Regions from separate parts of the Anas platyrhynchos genome. Here region 1 is linked to region 2. Evidence: chromatin contacts called from public Hi-C data. All regions are on one chromosome and are shown on one strand. Each heading gives the region's core, a stretch centred on a gene start, on an enhancer-like site or on the middle of the called end of the contact. The rest is flanking DNA. Distances are from core to core; before and after follow the strand shown. Region 1 has its middle 33 kb from the start of GLI2. Region 2 has its middle 69 kb from the start of GLI2.

Region 1 (5,089 bases), core at 1,786-4,285, 37 kb after region 2:
TGACCAAGGGAAAAAAGGGGTTGGGGGGGGGGGGGGGAGGGATAGGGAGAGAGAAAATAATTTTCTCTGGTCTTTGAGTGGATGGCTGGTGCTGTCATTAAGAAAGAAGTTTGTTAAAGTTGAGGATTGGTTAAATAAGTCAAATATTGTTGGTACAGCATTTCTCTTAGCTGCTCAGAAATGACATTTTTGCTCAAATTAAGTGAAACAGGAATAATTCTTTTCTGTCTGCCCACGCAGTCAGGCACACACTGAGTCCTCTGGGCTTATCAGACTTCACAACAGAGTGGAGGACATCCACTGTGTCATCCTCCTTAGTTTCTGCAGTGTCTGCCTGTTTTCAGCTCAGTAAAAGGTCAGTTTCTGTAGACAACAACAGTAACAGTGTCTACATCACTCAAATTTGATCTCTTATCTGAAGTTCAGAAGAATAGCAACACGGGTTTACAGAATTTCCTTCCAGTGATCTCAAAGGACTCTGCAAATGGAAAAAAACACAACACCCCCCCTTCGTCCCCCAGCCCAGCCACTGGGCCCCAAGAAGTGTGACTGTTTTGCAGGTGGCGAGGACGTGTCACAAGCGAGAAGTGACTCATCACATCTACACGGGAGAGCTGGGGCACAGCGACGAGCAAAAGAACTTGACTCTGTTGCCTGCCTGTGCTAACAGCTAATCTTAAAAAATGCATAAATGCATAAAATAAAAGTTGGGTTCTGCTTCTGCTGCCCTTTGAATTTCAATTAAAGTCATGTGCAAATGACTCTGCATCCTTCCCTCTAGTGTGATATCAGCTCTAACTTGGCATAGCCTTTGGGAAGGATATTTGATTGACTGAATTAGAGAAGGAAGCTCCGTCCACACTAAACTCTGCTGCAACCATTTTAATGATTGACTTAAGTTCAGCTGACTGTGGGGACTCAAGAAGTCTCTTTATATGTCCGTATTTAAAATTTATGTGGAATAATTTTAATCTTCATTATTTATATTATTCCAATATACTATCATAGCTGCTCTAAATACATTTTTTATGCAGGCACCATGAACAGAATTACAGCTGGGCTGGAGTAGCATCCTCTAACCTGTCACATACTTCTACTAGCTCAGCAATAGCCTTGAAAGCAACAACTCCAGCTTGCCTTTATGAGTTTTTTTGGCCATAATTTCTCTTCCCAGAAGAGATTTTGAATTCTCCTTGTTTTACTTGCTAGTTCAAAAGCCTCCATGCTGCCTGATCTCAGACTGCTAGTTCTGGGCTCGAAGTAATGGGATTGCACAGAGGAAGCAAAGGGGATATATTGGGGTGGAACAGTGTCTAGATGGAGAACTCTTTGGGACCAGATCATCTTCCTGATTTGTCTATCGAGTGCCTTGCTCTTTGTGGGGCCTGCCCTGGGATGAAATCTTGCTTAAAAGGCAATTGGGTGCATTGTAAGAGAGTTTTACAGTAAAAGAGATCAATAGTTTTTTGCTTGTTTATTTGTTTTTCCTGTAAGAAGGGAAAAGGTTATCAAAGGGAAATGGATGTTTTATCTGGGGGAAGAGTGTTGCTGGACTTTTATTTTTATTTAAAAATGGCAACAACATGACCCGTTCTGTGTACATTTCTCATTACTTCTGTGAAAATTCAAACTATCTTCTCTGTGTTCGGGTTTGCAACATCAAAAGGATCACAGAACAGACTTCTTTGATGTTACATTTTTCTGCTGATGCTGTCTGTGGTCAGGTAATACCACATGATTAATGTGAAAAGAATTGACCTTTGCTGATTTTCTCATGTTCACTGGCAAGACAAAGATGTAATGCATCAGTGGGATATGAGATATAGTTAAACAAGAAATTCCTCGGAATTAGAAAACAGTTCTTTATCTTCTCAGAATCAACACGATGTATTTCCTTTGTATTTAATTTTTGTGTGTGCTTGTGTTTGCATAATTATTTAATATTAAAGAAAGAGAGTGTGGTTTGGTCATTTAGTTAGTAAAATCATGCCTTGGGACTACCGGGCCTGGGAAGAACTGGCTCCTCTCACTCGGCTATTGGCCAGCCTAAGCAAGTTGCTTTGCCTCTTTATAAAATAAGGATAATGGTTCCTCCATTGTAAAGATGTGAGATCTACTGCTGAAAAGCAGTACGCGAGAGTTAGGTAATATTATTTCTGGCTCTCCTACAGATGTGCTTAGTGTTCAGTTTTCCCATCTGTAATGTGGGGATGTTAGAACTAATCTACCTCCCAGGGTTGTTTTGCTTAATTCCATAAAGTACTTGAAAACCTCACATGGAAAGAGTTATAGGAGCACAAGGTTTCTTAATAAAGCTCATTCATGAGTAATGTATTTTTGAAGTAAGTGACTTGAACCTTCACCCATTGTTGGAAACCAACATGAGCCAAGTCGTCTTTGTTGTTCAGCAAAGGTTGGTTGATATATTTTTCCTTACATATTTAATTCTCATAAGGCTTCACATTTCTGGTTGCTGGCTATGATTGAAAGCAGAAATGCCAAAATACCACAAGAGAAGACTGTTTCTCTTTTTGTTGTTGTTGTTGTTTTTTTACTTTTTTCCTGACCCTCCCAGAAGCTGGAAGTTTTGAAATGCATGAGTCTTCCCCATCACTCTTAGTTCACACTTTCTCCCTGCCAAGGTAGGTGTCTGAAATTGTATTCTCTGAAGATGGAGATTTACCGAAACGCAGTGGGCACCGTGCGTTTTTTTGTGATCTGCCCAGCTATGATGTGCAAGCAACTCATGGGTGCAGCAGGGCTGCTCTGATAACCACTAGGTGCTTTATCAGTACTTATCTACCCTGCCTTGAGCTATACAAGACCACATTCAATCGCATCCACTGTACAATTGTTGTTGCTGATGATTGCACCTAGCAAGGTAAGGATCTTCTGAGAAGCCGCTTGAGTGCAGGGGCTGCAACAGCCTTTTTACGTCAAAGGGCTGCAAGGGAAAATGAGCCCAAACTCATTTATCTCAATGTCACAACTCCTAGCAGCAGGGGAGGAGGCGAAGTTGGACCAGCGCGGAAGGCTTTTAGGCAGCCTGGCCTTGACCCCGCGGGATGCATTACAAACCCGGATTTGCGGGATCCCCGCCTGCACATAATCCATACGCGAACCGCTCGGCACCAAGCCCTCGATGCGAGGAGGGAAGGACGGTGCCAGCAGCGCAGGAGCGGACTTGGGGAAGTTTTGTGTCGGGCTGCCAGGGTTCCCGTTGCGGGGAGGCAAGGACGGCTTTCTCCTGCCCCCTCCTGGTGCAGCCCTCAAAGTGTGCCTGGGACAGCAGGCAGGGAAGAGGATGTGAAAATGGCACCTTCCCTTGCCAGGGGTTTTGCACCTGGATCCTATGGCTAAGTTCCTCCGTTTTCATGGCACAGACAGGAGATGTTGTCCTGTTTTCCTTGGTTCTTGGCTCTGTAAATCCAGCCGGGCTCTGTGAAAATAAACCGAAGCCATCTCTAGTGAATGCACTGGCAGTCGGATGGGTAGCAAAGTTTAACTCCAGAATTTCTCAGCAGTACGATCTAATGCACTTCCTCCTGGGAGTGCACTGTCTTAAGAAATACATCTTTTTATTTCTCTTTAAGATGGCCTGATACGTTGCCAACTGTGAACAATGCAATGCAAAACATTTAAAGAAGGTAGAGAAACAGATGCCATCCTCTAGCAAAAGCAGGAACTCCATTCTAGCAGGTAGATGAAAAACCAAAGTTTAATTCTGAGAACAAAACTTGGCAGTTTGTAATATGTTGCTGTCGTGCCTTTGGAGAAAACACAGACCCCAGGAGAGGCAGAGCCACTTGACTGCGTGGAGGCTGCTGGGCCCTGCAGCCGCCGCGGATGTTGCACGGGCCAGTGGGCGCAGTGTGTGCTGTGCAGCGTTTGCCCACAGAAATGATCAGCCAAAGTGTATTAATTAAAAATAGCTATTGTAAAGGGTTGTTCCAGACCTGAATCCTTCAGCCTTGAGCACAGGTGGAATATGGTGGAACACAAACTAAAATGGGGATCCCTAAAATCTGGGAGGGCATCCTAAATCTGGACTATCTGTCTCTCTTCAATTCTGTGTTAAGCTACTCCATTCTTATTTTTTTTAAAAATGATTATCATTTACCAGACCAGAAAAGAGTACAATGACTCTATGGCTAAATCTTCCTCCCTCTGTTCAGACTAAAAATTCTCTTCTGGTCTCAATGCAAGTTCCCTTGACACTGACATGTTTCTTACAGTAAAAAGAGCTGATGAAGAGATTTCGACCATTTTGTTAAATACCTATTCCCTTATGTATAAGATCTGTCTATTGCAGAGATCATGTCTTCTCCATTTTCTTTTTTTTTTTTTTTTTTTTTTTTTTTTGTGACATTCTATCTTCTATATTTTTAATAAGTTTCAGCCAGATGTGACTGTGCTGCATTTTCAGAGGCTGTTTGTATTTCAGGGGAAGGTGCTGAACTTTCTTCAGGCCCCACGTGGTTGTCCGAACTGGTGGGAGCACTCTGTCTATACAGCTACAGCCCACGCTGAGCCAAAGTGGTAGGTGCTCACTAGGGTATTATTTTTCTGCAACATTCTTGTTTGAAAGACACATGTTGCAGCACTATATGGACAAGCTTGATGATGTAGATTCGTCTCTATGAAAAATAACACCTCTTTCTTTTATGTGTTTTGGCTGAGAAATTTCTATGCAAAGTTTTGCAACTCAGCTACCTCTGGGTACCAGGTTTTCTGTCCAGTAGCTGGAGAAAGGTGTGTGACAGACTTCATGGAACTGGTGGATGTATAGCTGCAGCATTGGAAGGGAGATGGAAAACAAATTATTCCTGCTAAATGGACAATATCAGAGAAGGGAAAAAAAAAAAAAAAAGGCAAGACTTTCTGTTTTCTCCTAGTTGTGTCCAGCAGTTCCAGGGAGAAGGTCTGGCTTCACAAACTTCTCTTCACCCAAGTGATGTTTTACAGGGAAATTTCTTGAAGTGAATTACTTTCATTGAATTCCTCTGGGCTTTTCCATTGCATGGTGTATCTGGTCAGTCTGAAGGGCTGCAACTCTCTGGTGCATTTTGAGAATATCAGCACCCAACAG
Region 2 (4,813 bases), core at 933-3,432:
CCTAGCACCCCCCGGCCCTCAGGAAGGACCTGATGTTATGTTCAGATACATGAACATTTCTTGAAATTTACTTTATTTAATCTTGTCTGAGAGAGTTCTGAAATCTCTGCTTCTCCTGTCCCTTGAATGTCTTTTGTCCAGCTAAGCTGGGCCCTATTTTTTCCCATGGGTGGATTTCTCCTTTCACCATAGCATATTAAAACCCTTTTGAGCAGCATCCTTGTCATTGTACTAATAAGATTTTGTAGAACCCCAACTATCCTAAAAACTTTAATTGTTGTCAGTCATCTCATGGGATGTGGATTGCTTGATCACTGCAGTTTGTGAAAATAACAGATAAACGTTTTTGTAATCATCTGTTTAAACAACCTTACAGTTTTTCATATAGCATTCAGTGCACTCACAACCCTTGCCAGTTTTCTTCGCTGCTGTCCTTCAGGAATAAAAGATACGTAGCACCAAAGTTTATTAAATAAATATGCTGACCCTGACTCTGGGAGTTTATGTATCCTGGTTACAGTTCAACTGTAAACAGAGCCATTAAAATACTACCTTATAGTAACTTTATAATGGGACAGCAGCTAACATATAGCAGGGCCTGGCCTATAATTATTTGCATTTTAAATATTTAACAAACAAGGTTCAGAGCATCTCCCTGACTAATGTTTACCCTTTTCTTTTCCTTGGGATGATGACAAGGATTTTCCATCCCTGGCTGATGACAGATGAAGAGTTTGGAAAGTCCCTATCTCCCATCTGGGAAAGGCAATTGCAAGATCAGTTGGCTTCTTTTTGTTTCTAGGAACAAGTGAATAAGAGAAAGGGTTTGGAGATTCCTGCTTAATCCTTTTCTCAGGATTCTTTTCTGTCTTTCCTTTGGTCTTGGCACAAGGATACTGACTGGTCCATTTTATCTTGTGTCTTGTCCGAGAATCAGAAGCACTATTCCTGCTTACCTGCCAACCTGTGCTTCTGCAGTGACAGCCCTGGGAGGGATGGAGAGAAGAGGCAGATGAAAAATGCCATTCTAACTCTCGGTGATAGTCTGGTCATGCCCTGAAAACTGATGAGCCTTTGCAATCATTATTCAGAGTGCTGTGGTTTATCTGCAGCTGGGGGGTTTACTTCTATTTCCTCTCACCTTAGGCTGTGTGAAAGTTTCAAAAACAAACAAACAAAAAAAAAACCAAAAACAGAGAGAAGAGAATTAAAAAAATGAAAAATAAGAAAGGGAGAAGAAAACACCACACTAGAAAGCAACTAGCATCTCCAAGATTAGATGCTTGCCTGAGAAACATAGGCTGAAATGCTTATCCATGCTTTTGTGATTAGCAGGCTGGATTACGATGTAACCCTGCATCACCGGGTCTCCCTGCTTCAACTCTCTCTCAACCCTCTGTGCATCAAGTTCCCACTGCAATGGAAAGGCAGTGGTGAAATCTCAACTTTAATATCCTTATGTTGACTTAAGCAAGGCTTTAAGTGGCCTTGTTCATCTTACAGCTCTGATCTGACTTCATCCTGCTCTCCAGGGATGTCCTTGTGTTCTGCTAAAGCTGCCATGGATTAGATCGTGAGGCTCATGAATGAACATTTCCTTGTTGGAGATTCACATGGAAATCTCCCTCTAGAAAGTGGGGACATTTTTCAACAGCTAAAATCAATGGCAAAACTCTCAGAGATGCCAAAGGAAGCAGGATTGGACCCAACAAATTTTGATTTTTTCACATTAATCAATTTCTACAATTCATATGCTGCCTCACTTGTCCATAGTTTTCTTAAATTTAAAGCACATTGATGTTTAAGTGCAACCTCAGAGTGACAGTTATTAATGATCTAGTTTAGAACCAGTTGAAGCCAAAGGGGATTTTTCATTGACTTCAGTAGGGTTTGAATCAGACTCTGAAATTACATTTTGACTGTCTTCTTTCCTAACCTTTCACATACTGCTGAGGATTAGAACTGAGTCCTTTTTTTTTTTTCTTCCCCCTTGTGGTTTTCATTGCTGTGCATTCTTCAAATAAGCTATCTCACTGTAACATACTTTGTGTTATAATCACCCAGCAAAAACCCACACCCTGCTCAGACACAAACAGGCACTCATCACCTTCCCATGTCCCATCAATGCAGAAACATCGATATGCCTAAACTATCTTTATGCAACACAAATGTGCAGCCTGTTCCTACACAACATACCAGAAAGGCAGCAGACCCAACTAATTGTAAGGGGGCTGATAAATAAGGACGTGTTCCTACTTCCATTATCAGGTGTCACCAGCACTGAGCTGGGAAGGGACTGGGTGGGTGAAAGGGTCCCTTCTGGAAGAAGTTTCTTCAGCTAAGTTTTCTCCTTGTCTTGTCATATTTCAAACAGGGAGAAAGTAGCCGACAACCTCAGACAGGGCTGTAGCAAGCATCTACCCAAATAAAGGATGAGGAACATAGCTAGACAGCAGTTTTCCATAAAAATGTTGCACTTAGACATCAAAAATGGAACACAAGTTAGTAATGTAGTACTAAAGGACACCCCCTCCTAGAAAAGGAAAGGCAAATGTCAACTTGAGTGTTGAATGTTGGGACAGGAGCAAGTCTGACCTCTGTATCAGGCAGAACCTATGGGAAATATAAAGAATAAATATGGATAAATATGATCTATTGTGAGAAGCCAAGGTGGCGTACGCATTTCAACTCATGGATTTATTAGAGGATTTTTTAAAGGAATTAAATGCAGGCAAATGAAAACCTCTGGGAAGGAGCTGATAAGGAGCTATACTGAGTTTCCAGGAAGTTTTTCAAATGATTCCTACTTGTAAGGAAACAGCTATCACAAAACGAGAGGAGAGCCTTTTAGGGGTTAATAACTAGATAGAAGATGGAAGAAAAAATAAGTGGGAATAAACGGTCAGCTTGCATGATAAAGGGAACTTAGTAGTATCCAGCTGGTATCTGTGCTGTTCAACATATTCATAAATGAACTTAGATATTAGATTGAATAATGAGAGCATTTGGTGATATAAAATTATTCTGGGTAACGAAATCCAAACTTAGGCATGAAGAGCTGCAGAAGAATCTCACAAGAGTGAGTGACAGCATGCTAAAATGGCAGATGAAATTTACTGTCAATAGATGAAAAGGAAAATGTAGATGGGGAAACAACTATAATGCACACAGGAATAAAATTTTAACAGATATGGCAAATTTCCTTTATAGGGAGTAAAGCTATGTTTTAGATTTGGAATGCCTGTAGTTAAAGGAGCTCTCTCTGACTCAGAGGCTTCAGGAGTTGGGGGTACATGCAGAAGTCTCAAGAGAATTATGTGCTGGTTCTTGTTTTAACAAAAGAACAAAATTGACTTTAATCACTATAAAACATAAACAGACGAAGGACACTTTTTATTGCATTTAGTATTAATGTGGCCATAGCTGCACACTGTGTTCAGGTGGGGCAGTACCCCTGAGGAAAGCAGTGGTTGGTTGGAGTGACTCCAGGGGAGAAAAACAATAATGATTTCAGCTTAAGATAACATGCTGATCAAAGAAAAGAATGTGTTATCATGGTATCAGGGGTTCTTCTAGAGTGATTTTTTCATGAATGGGACAAAGGAAGAACTAGTATCTACTTAAACAACAGATCCTGGGCCTTTGGGTCCAGTACAGCTAGTTAGACACCATCTCACATGGATCTGCCCATCAGAAACACGTGTCCACTTGTAGCAGTTTGTTGAATGTGTCCCAATCCCAGTTAAAGGAGGAGAATTTCGTGGTTTTTTTGTTTGTTTGTTTGTTTTTTTAGTGAGTAGAGAATAAGCCATTCTCTATCACATAAGCTATCATAATTCATTTTTCACATGGTCTGATAGGAACACACTTGACCTTTCAGTATCTAAATAAGAGACAGTCTGAGTTGCTTTCTCTGCGCTTTGCATTTTCAATGCAAAAGGCTGAGATGTTGCACCTCAAAGTTAAGCTAGAAGGTACAGGAACAAATTGCATTAACATACTCATAAACCTATGGGGCAATCCAGTTTCTATTCAAAAATGCCTTTAGACTGAGACTAAAAATGAAATGTACCAACCCCCAACCCAAATTTCATGAGGAAGTTAAAAGCATAAGGGAAGAGAAGTCTGAATTGAAGAGAAAAGCATTTGTTCAGTTTTCCCCAGACAAACTAGTAAACACAGGAGCTGCTTTTGAAGCCCAGTGCGGTATAAATGCAAAAGACATGTAGTGTTGAATCCTGATTTTAACTTGCTGGAGTCATTTCTGTATTTCATGAGTGGAGTAGTCAGTTTGCAAACATGTTATTTAATAACACATCATGGCTTAATTTGACTGTTGATGTGAAATTTCAAAATGTAAATGAAAGTAACATATAATCTTAATTTTCTCTTCTCTTCTGACCAACATGAAACAAACCTGAAATATCATAGCATAATACGCGTTTCTTGGGTTTACTGTGTTTCACATGCTCTAAAAGCATGCATGACTTATTTGTTGAGTTTTTGGTTGACTTGGAATTTGTTGAAGTTTTCTAGAAGCAGAGCAGAAATGTTTGTGATTTATCTTGCTTTAAAAGACAGCAGCAGTGCTAAATGTCTTACTAATGTCAGAGCGAAGCCACATCTAGTTCTGGTGTAGGTGAGAAGAAAAGCTGCAGTTTGTGAATTCCCTGTGAGATGAATGTAGGGTATCACAGCACAGAGCTGTGCAAGTCCAGAGCTGATCATGTTGTACTGCGGGGAATGAGCAGCCCGTCTGATGCATAAACCTACAGACTAGATGGCCAATGAAATGATCTTTGTTAAAATGACA

Evidence for each region. A called contact is a pair of places that touch in the nucleus more often than the background predicts.
Region 1: a Hi-C map of small yellow follicle shows a contact between it and region 2, with 5 times the contacts expected there. The contact joins two enhancer-like sites. A contact is called at or near these places in 2 of 8 Hi-C or Micro-C datasets (F5 follicle and small yellow follicle).

The regions. Positions count from the first base shown.
Region 1 is chr7:14,168,421-14,173,509 of IASCAAS_PekinDuck_T2T, forward strand. No RefSeq gene overlaps it. Among named protein-coding and RNA genes, the nearest start is that of GLI2, 33 kb to the right of the region's middle. Within about 2 kb of position 3,036, at least 2 of the 8 cell types and tissues checked have an H3K27ac peak or open chromatin away from gene starts, as enhancers often do. A contact at or near this core is called in small yellow follicle, where this site is marked.
Region 2 is chr7:14,132,434-14,137,246 of IASCAAS_PekinDuck_T2T, forward strand. No RefSeq gene overlaps it. Among named protein-coding and RNA genes, the nearest start is that of GLI2, 69 kb to the right of the region's middle. Within about 2 kb of position 2,183, at least 5 of the 8 cell types and tissues checked have an H3K27ac peak or open chromatin away from gene starts, as enhancers often do. A contact at or near this core is called in small yellow follicle, where this site is marked.